Linked DNA regions of Danio rerio: region 1 is linked to region 2. The links are chromatin contacts, called in public HiChIP or PLAC-seq maps. All regions are on one chromosome and are shown on one strand. The core of a region is the stretch at or near the end of the contact, and the rest is flanking DNA. Distances in the headings are between cores, read along the strand shown.

Region 1 (5,101 bases), core at 1,323-3,822, 90 kb before region 2:
GTCTGAAATCACATATACAAATGACTTCAAAACAACACCAGCACTGCCTCATTGACTGTCAACAATGTTGTATTTTGGCTGCTGATATGATTTCACTATTTATAATTAGCAAAGAATACCTTTCTGTATATTATTAAGGAGAAAGACCAAATGTGTGAAATGTAAAGCCAACTTTACCTCAGTAAAGAGAATCCATGCAAAACTAGAATCTGTACTTTATAATCAGTGCATGTGACAAATTTCAACAACTATAGAACAGATCATGCAGATTACTGTAGTAAAAGCTTGAAGAGTTCATGAATGCAAATACTGTAACACGATGAACTAGTATTTTTAATCACAGATATTTTCTCTCTGTGCTCGTCAATTACTCAGATACTCTTTATTATTATTATTATTATTATTATTATTTATTGGTATTTAGCATTTTGTTTGTTTATAGTTACAGACCCTAAAAGAGAATCCACACTGAACTAAACGCTGTACTTTTCTAATAATCAGTGCATGTTACATATTTCACAATTACGTTTTCTACAGCTAATATACCACACTAAAACTCACAGATTAAAAACCATTCGACTTTATATTATTGCAAATACTATAACATGATAAACATAATAAACTAGTATTTATTCATAACAGATATGCTCTCGTCAATTACTCACATGCACTTTTTTATTATTATTATTTAACATTTTGTTTGTGTAAAACTACAGACCCTAATAACTTTAACACTTCACTAAACGCTGCGCTTTGTAATCAGTGCATGTGACATATTTCCCAAGTAGATTTCAACAACTATACAATATATCATACTACAACACAACACAACACAACACAGATTACTGTAGTAAAAACTAAAGTTATTATTAATGCAAAAAACATAATGAACTACACTCTCAGAAATAAAGCTACGCAAGCTGTCAGCGGAGTGGTACCTTTTTCAAAAGATACACATTTGTACTTAATGGTACCTCAAAAGTGTATATATTAGTACCAAGAAAATTAAGAGGAACACTTTTGCACTTTTTATCTACTATATGTACCTTTAAGGTATTAATATGGACCTTTTAGGTACACATTTGTATCGCATCAGAGACAGCTTGCATACCCTTGCATTTCTGACAGTTTAGTAATTTTTCATCACAGATAATTTCCCCCTTAGTGCTCATGAATTACTCAGAGACTCCTTCATGCGAGTATTGTGTTGGTTTATAACTACAGACCCAAACAAAAGGAGAATATTGAGGTGAAGTTGGTTTTATATTCACACATTTGGTCAAAACAACATCAGCACTATATTTAATTGACTGTCAACAGTGTTGTACTGTGATAGTCACAGGCTGCTGATATGATCATTTGCAAAGAATTATTTGCTCAATATTATAAAAGAGAACGTCTGAATGTGTGAATATAAACTCAACTTTACTTCTGAACTTTGTAATCAGTGCATGTTACATTAGTTTTCTACATCTACTATATCACACTACAACACGCCACAGATTACTGAAGTAAAAAAACAGTAGACTTTATTATATTACTGCAAATACTGTAACATGAAGTATTTTTTCATCAGATATTTCTCTCTGCGCTCGTCAATTACTCAGATACTCTTTATTATGATTTAGCATTTTGTTTGTTTAACAACACACCCTAAAAGAGGATCCGCACTAAACTAAACGCTGTACTTTGTAATAATCAGTGCATGTCAGATATTTGACAAGTGGTTTTCTACAACTAATATATCATATTACAACACGCCTGTAGTAAATACTATTGACTTTTTATTAATGCAAATACTATAACATGATAATGAGTATTCAGTATAGACTTTTATATTAATTCAAAAAATAAATACACAATAAAACATAATAAACTAGTATTGTTTTCATCATATTTTCCTTCACTTAAACACCTCACAGCTAAAGGAGGATCCACACTAAACTAGAAGCTGTACTTTGTAATAATCAGTGCATGTCAGATATTTCCCATGCGGAGAACAGCTCGAGCCGCCGGATCGGTTCACGCCCCTGCCGCGGAGCAACAACTCTGTCATAATCTCTCGCTCGGTGGAAACCGTGAGAATTAACCGATCATCATGACCAGCAACACCTGTGCAGATACTCACTGAACCGGCAGCTCCGGGTCCCAACACGGCCTTGTGCTTCACATCGGTGCCGCTCGCGAAGGTGGAGATGGAGGGCAAAATCGTTCCGCTCAGTGCCATGCTATCAAACTCAGTCGGAGGCTGCCTGAAATTTAACAAATAAATAAAAAAATAAAATAATAATAATAATAAAAATGATAATCCTAAGAGAGAGAGAGTGAGAGAGAGAGAGCGCTCCTGAAAACATGTCATATTAAAGCCAAAAAAATAATACAAATAATTAGGAATGGAACTCTCCAAGTGCAGAACGCACCTCATGAGTGGAAGGAACGCAAAAGCAGTTTAAATCCTAGATCAAAGAGTTCTTTAATAGCGCATCGAACGCGTTCCATCCGGCTGATCAAAGCAGCATGTTCGGTTCCGACACTCGGGGATTCCCGGTGTCCCGTTCGCTGCCGCGGCCGCGCGCTCCGGTGTCTGGACTGGAGTGATTCGTCAGATGCGCGCAGGGCTTTCCTCGCCTAGTTCTTAAACCCCGGACACGCCTCTCGTTGCTCGGCAACCGCGGAGAGAAAAAAAAGAAAACACTCCGCGTGACGTCATCGAGGACTGGGGAGGAGAAAAAATCTGGCAGCGGGCTGGTATTTTGTATCCACACAAACACGCGCGTGTTAGCAACCGGGATCAACACACACAGACACACACACACACACACTCGAGTAAGAAAACCAGTCTGTTTTTTGCTTTTAATCACACACAAAGTCGTGGTGGAGGGACTTGTTTAAAGCACTGATTGTGCTGTTGTGTGTATGAGTGTGTGTGTGCTGGGTTAGCTACTTGCTCAGTTGTCCTCTGCTGTATAGTGAGAAATCAAAACGAGCCACTGTAGTGCTGACATTTCACTGCACACCACTCATTAAAAGTCTTGAGGATGGTTTGAGTGATGTGTGCTGTTGTTTCAGTGAGGTTCGGGTTAGAGACGAGCCGGATTTAGTGATTTGGGGGCCGTAAGCAATTCCAGCCAAAAGTTCTAAAATGCACCTTTTGTACTTTAATTTATTTTTAATTGGTTTATTTTGCTCTTTTTTTCTTCTTATATCACTCAATCACTCCTTTTCTATGTTTTGTCTCAATGCAAATTAATAATAACACAATGTAACGCATCTGGTGAAACTTTTTTTAACTGATTTGTTTTCTTAAAATTAATTCTCAACTAAAAATAATCCTCAAACTATTTCATTTTAAAACTAAATCTTTACCTAATTTGACTGCTGGACCTCTCTGTGATTGACTAAGGGGGATATGTTTGCGCAGATGTAATAAACATTAAACTTTTATTTTGTTTTAGACGCTCATCAAACAAAATATGGTAGAAAATGCTGCTATATGTAATTTATAGGTATAATTCATATGTCTAGGTTAGGGGTGCCCAAACTCTGTCCTGGAGGGCCGGTGTCCTGCATATTTTAGTTCCAACCCCAATTAAACACACCTGAAGCAGCTAATCAAGCTCTTACTAGGTCTGCTGAAGCTGCGATCGCACTAGTTGCGAGATTCTGTCGTGCGGCGCTGCTAAAAAGGGGCGGGAGTAAACAAGATGATTAGACATTTAAATAAGCAAGCGATTGCTCCATGTTTTACATTTCTGTCCAGAGAGGTCATGTTTTGATCCTCAGTTGGTCTCACGCAGTCAAGTGGTGCGTTTCGCAGGTCAGAGTTCACCAAGCAAACTGTGAAACTTGCTGCATGACCTTGTGTTTCCAGTCTGACGCATTTGTGTGCGTATGAATGGAAGTCTATGGGGAGAAAAGTCCAGTGTGACCGCAGCTTAAACGCCCAGGCAGGTGTGTTGAAGGAAGTTGGAGCTAAACTATGCAGGACACCGGCCCTCCAGCACCGAGTTCCAGCACATGGTATTTAATTGAAGCCCCTCAGCTTTCTTGCTTATTAGTTGAATCTGCCCCTGATTAGAGATACTAACATGAAACTATGTCAGTGTGATGTCCTTACTAAGATGAAAACAAACTGAGAGTGTGTGTGTGTGTGTGTGTGAGAGAGAGAGATAGAGAGAGTGTATGCATGCACGGTTGTGTGTGTGTGTGTGTGTGGACATGTGAGATTGTGCATGCACTGGTGTGATTGTGTGTGTGTGTGTTTCTCTAATGCCACCTGTTGCTGGCGTGCCTGATGAGTCTGAACACGGTGTTCACACACACACTGTAAACTCCCACAGCCGCAGCGCTGAGGTGTGTCTGTAATTAACACTAATCATTTTTCCTCCCTAATGCAAAACACAAAGACAGACAAAAATGTGTGGGATTTCTTTGATAAGACAAGCCTTTCCCTTCATTCATTCATTCAGTCATTCATGCAGTCAGTTAGTTTGAGCTTGTGCAATATTTCAGAGGAGTACTTTACTTCTGTTCCATGTATGTTTATTAATAATATGCAAAAGCACAGTGAATTTCAGGATATTTCTTTGAACAGGTGTTGTCATCTCTGTAATTGTCAACTGTGTTACTGTTTAAATAGTTGGACTATATGTTAAACAACTATTGGTAGCAGAATCAGATGTTTCCTATCACATATAAGCATTATTTGACAGTAATAATGGCTTCAGTTTACTGTAAATTTTACATTGGTTTCTGTGTTTCATTCCAGTGTAAAGAAAATGAGGAGGAAAAGCTTGAAAGGAGCAGACAGTTCTGGAGTGAGTCAGGTATGTGACCCATATTCATCATCTTATTTTTACTACATTAATAATATATTATTTAATAATATGAATATATGCATTCTGTGAATATAATTGATTTTGCTGTGCGCATAATTAAATGCGACTCATCTTTGACGAGTTTAAGCTGTGTCTGTGTAATTATGCATGCATTTCCAGTGCCTCTCTTGGCATGTTGTTCATTTAATTTGATTACTTCAGCATCGTCCTGATTTGAAACCCTGAGTATGATCGTGAAATCTGCTTAAAAGCATAGTGTGTGT
Region 2 (4,860 bases), core at 2,251-4,750:
AGGAAAATTCATTTGTATTTAGATAATTTTGCTAATTATTAGCTCGTTTTAAGGGAAACTTAGTTATGACTTGTTTCAAGACATGTCACCTGTTCAGAATTTTATTTAGATATTTGGACTAGAAACAAGACAAAAATACATATAATAAAATTACAACAAAATCGTTCATTCATTTTCCTTCAGCTTAGAGCCTTTATTAATCAGGGGTCACCACAGCAGAATGAACCGCCAACTATTCCAGCATATGTTTTACACAGCGAATGCAATACTAGCTGCAACACAGTACTAGAAAACACCCATACACACTCATCCACACACACACACACACACACACACACACATAGACAGACAGACAGACTTTCTCAAAGTTTAAGAAAGGGACTTTTATTGACATTTTTATAGTTTTAATTGATATTATTGTCTGCACTGGTGTAAATACACATTTAACACACACATTTATTTATTTATATATATATATATATATATATATATATATATATATATATATATATATATATATATATATATATATATATATATATATATTTTTTTTTTTTTTTAAATACAATATGTTGTTTCCGCAACAGAATTTTCAACGTCAAACACTGACAGGGCAGTGATAAAGATAAACTTAAAGGAAAGCACAAATATTTCATAAAACAAAACTAATGATAGTTCACTCAAATGAATGACTCCCTCTGGTGGTTCTAAACCTGTTTGGGTTTCTTTTTTCTGCTGAACACAAAAAAGATCATTTGAAGAATGCTGAAATCCACTGATATCCATAGTAGAGACAATAAATACTATGGAAGTCAGTGGTTTCCAACATTCTTCAAAACATCTTCTTTTGTGCTCAACAGAATAAAGAAATAGGTTTATAATAATTTGACAAAAAAGTTTCTAAATTTATTAGCGGAGCGGTGCAGTGGGTAGCACAGTCAGCTCTCAGCAAGAAGGTCTCTGGTTTGAGTCTCGGCTGGGTCAGTTGGTGTTTCTGTGTGGAGTTTGCATGTTCTCCTCGTGTTGGTGTGGGTTTCCTCCGGGTGCTCCAGTTTCCCCCACAGTCCAAACACATGCGCTATAGGGGAACTGATCAACTACACTGGCCGTAGTGTATGAGTGTGTATGGGTGTTTCCCAGTACTGGGTTGCAGCTGGAAGGGCATCCACTGTGTAAAACATATGCTGGATAAGTTGGCAGTTCATTATGCTGTGGCGACCCCTGATTAATAAATTAATTTTATTTATTTATTTATTTAATAAATAAATAAAAAGAAAATGAATGAAATTTATCAGCAGCACTGAAATGTTTTAAATATAATTTAAAGGACTTATGAAGACAGTCAAAATGCATTGACTTTCATTCCTTTAGTGGATGCTTTCAGCCAGAAGTTGAGTGATGAAGTGGTTCAGAGCAGCGGTGTTCTGTGGCTCAGCGAGTGAAGCTCATGACTCATGACTCACAGTGTGTGGTGAAAGTTTTCACCTGTGTGTAAATGACTGGATTTAACCCAGAGACATTTACACAACATTAATAACAGTGTGGGGATTTCAACACGCTTACAATATGCACAAACCCAATCAATGTTCAATTATTATCATCATTTAACCCATGGCTTGGTTTTCTTCATAGTTTACTCCAACTTTGGGTTGGAAATCCAGCACGTTTAAAGTGAATAGTCATTTGTTTTCACAGGTTTAAAGGTACAGATAATCAAAAACCTCGAATGATCTCACGATTTATTCTTTTCTTTTCTTCTTCTAAACAAAATAGAAGAGATTTTACTTGTTATTGTTCACCTTTGATTGATATAAGTGGGGTTTAATGTAAGTGTTAATATAGTTTATAGAGTTTTATTCTCCTGAAAGTTTCAATTATAAAGTTTCACGTTTACACTGCTTTTGCCTTTAAACTACCTTGATATTAAAACAACATCAAAGTGACATCTAACATTGCGGTTAAAAATATGCCAAACTTGATTAGCAGACTGTTCTTCAATAGATTTTGACACCAATGTTAGATGTCAATTAGACGTTGTTTTGACATCAAGGTAGTCCATGCAGTGTAGAGATACAAAATCCAGTGTAAACGCGTAACTTTAGAATTGCATCTCTGATGTGTTTGTTGACTTTTTGTTTAGTAATCAACTGAGATTAAATAGATTTGCATTTTGACACTTGATTTTATGCTTATTTGCGTTGTGGAATAAAATAATAAAAACAATAAATAAAGCTGGAATAAAAGCAGCTTTAGTTTTTTAAAACCTTGTTAAGGTCAGGATTGTTCACTCACGTTTGATTTCTCTGGCCTGGCTACAGAACAAGCTCCTGTTATCCACTAGCTTGCCTCATTCATACATTCAGTTTCTTTTCGGCTTAGTGCCTTTATTCATCAGGGGTCGCCACAGCAGAATGAACCACTAACTATTCCAGCATATGTTGTACACAGTGGATGCCCTTCCAGCTGCAACCCAGTACTGGGAAACCAATAGCTTGCCCAGTTAAGCTTACTTGCATGTTAGGAAGAAAAATGTAATGCATTGTCATTATGGCGAACACAAGATAAACGAGTTATTAAAACTGTCATCTACAAATGTTTTGAAAGACATCTCTCTGCTTAGCAACAATTGGGAAATATTCATTCATTCATTCATTCATTTTCTTGTCGGCTTAGTCCCTTTATTAATCCGGGGTCACCACAGCGGAATGAACCGCCAACTTATCCAGCAAGTTTTTACGCAGCGGATGCCCTTCCAGCCGCAACCCATCTCTGGGAAACATCCACACACACACACACACACACACTCATACACTACGGGCAATTTAGCCTACCCAATTCACCTGTACAGCATGTGTTTGGACTGTGGGGGAAATCGGAGCACCCGGAGGAAACCCACGCCAACACAGGGAGAACATGCAAACTCCACACAGAAACACCAACTGAGCCGAGGTTTGACCCAGCGACCTTTTTACTGTGAGGCGACAGCACTACCTACTGCACCACTGCCTCGCCGGGAAATATTTTAAACAGAATTAAAATTTTATAGGGGTGTCACGGTGGCTCAGTGGTGTCGCGCTGTGGCCTCACAGCAAGAAGGTCGCTGGTTTGAGTCTCGGCTGGGTCAGTTGGCGTTTCTGTGTGGAGTTTGCATGTTCTTCCCGTGTTGGCGTGGGTTTCCTCCGGGTGCTCCGGTTTCCCCCACAGTCCAAACACATGCGCTATAGGGGAACTGATCAACTACACTGGCCGTGGTGTTTGTGTGAATGAGTGTGTATGGGTGTTTCCTAGTACTGGGTTGCGGCTGAAAAGGCATCCACGGTGTAAAACATATGCCAAAATAGTTCATTCCACTGTGGCAACCCCTGATGAATAAAGGGACTAAGCTGGAGGAGAATGAATGAATGAAATGTGACAGGCTAATCATTTCACCTTCACCCGTACACATGAACACATGAGCAGTATTTGCTGGTGCGCTCGCTGATGGATGATTGTTCTCCACAGAGGAGGCCGAGATGATTCTGCGTGAGTTTCGTCAGGATGTGGATAACGCCACGCTCCAGAAAGCCGATCTGGAGAAGCGGATCGAGCAGCTGGTGGCGGAGATCGAGTTCCTGAAGAAACTGCATGATGAAGAGGTGGCTGACCTTCTGAAGCAGATCGAGGACTCCAAGGTGACGGTGGAGCTGGACTCGGACAGACCCGATCTGGCTGCATACCTGAGAAACATGCGTGCAGAGATCGAGAGCGTTGCCGCTCGTAATGTCCAGGAGGCCGAGAAGTGGTACAAGGGCAAGTTCGACACGCTGAAGGAGCAGGCCAACAAACATGAAGACCAGATGAAGAGCAAGAAGGACGAGATCCTGACCTTCCACAACCAGGTGAGCAACCTGAACCACAGATTAATAACTCGCTTTTTAACTCATGAGGTGTCCGCTCTTTCATCAGCTCATTCACATTGATGTGATTGGTTACACTAAATCCATAATGTGATCAGTTACGCAATTGAAAACACAATAGGATTGGTTGCATCACAAAAACCATAGTATGATTGATTGCACCACTAAAAACTAATGTGATCAGGTGCACCACTAAATCCATAATATTATTGGTTGCGACATAAAAACCATGTGATTGGTTGCACCACCAAGTCCGTAATGTGATTGGTTACAAAACTAATAACTATAAAGGGATTGGTTATAATGTGATTGGTTGCACCTCTAAATCTGTATTGTGATTGGTTCACCATTAAAAACAATAATATGGTCGGTTGCACCAAAATGCAATATTATTGGTTGCGCCACTAAAACGTGATCAGTAGCACCACTAAATTTGTAATGTGATCGGTTGCACCAATAAAAACCATAAAATGATTGGTTAAAACATTTTTAAAAACGCCTTGTGATGAGTTGCACCACTACAAACCATAATATGATCGGTTGCACCACTAAATCCATAATGTGATTGGTGGCACAAACAAACAAAACTAAAAACTGCACCTTTAAATTTGTAATGTGATCAATTACACCATTATAAAAACACAATAGGATTGGTTGCACAACTAAAAACTATAATGTGATTGGTTGCACCACTAAATCTGCAATGTGATTGGTTCACCATTAAAAACCATAATATGGTTGGTTGCACCACAAAATATCGTAATGTGATTATTGCCACAACTAAAAAAAATTGATCAGTTGCACCATTTAAAAATGCAATATTATTGGTTGTGCCACTAAAAACATAATGTGATTAGTTGCACCACTAAATCTATAATGTGATCAGTTGTACCATTAAAAATGTGATATTATTGGTTGCACCATTAAAACATCATATGATGGGTTGCACCACTAAAAACCATAT

What was found. HiChIP or PLAC-seq counts read pairs in DNA pulled down with a chosen protein or histone mark.
Region 1: a contact with region 2 is called in an H3K4me3 HiChIP or PLAC-seq map of embryo, with 3 times the contacts expected there. The contact joins the promoter of klf4 here to the promoter of LOC572200 in region 2. A contact is called at or near these places in 1 of 18 Hi-C or Micro-C datasets (caudal fin) and 1 of 4 datasets of contacts at active chromatin or transcription factors (embryo).

What each region holds. Positions count from the first base shown.
Region 1 is chr21:545,306-550,406 of GRCz12tu, reverse strand. klf4 (Kruppel like factor 4) reads right to left here and starts at 2,572. Exons shown (of 5, transcript NM_001113483.1): 1 at 2,421-2,572; 2 at 2,129-2,252. The coding sequence starts at 2,425.
Region 2 is chr21:456,975-461,834 of GRCz12tu, reverse strand. It overlaps LOC572200 (vimentin), which reads left to right and starts at 3,500. Exons shown (of 3, transcript NM_001386269.1): 1 at 3,500-3,878. The coding sequence starts at 3,513.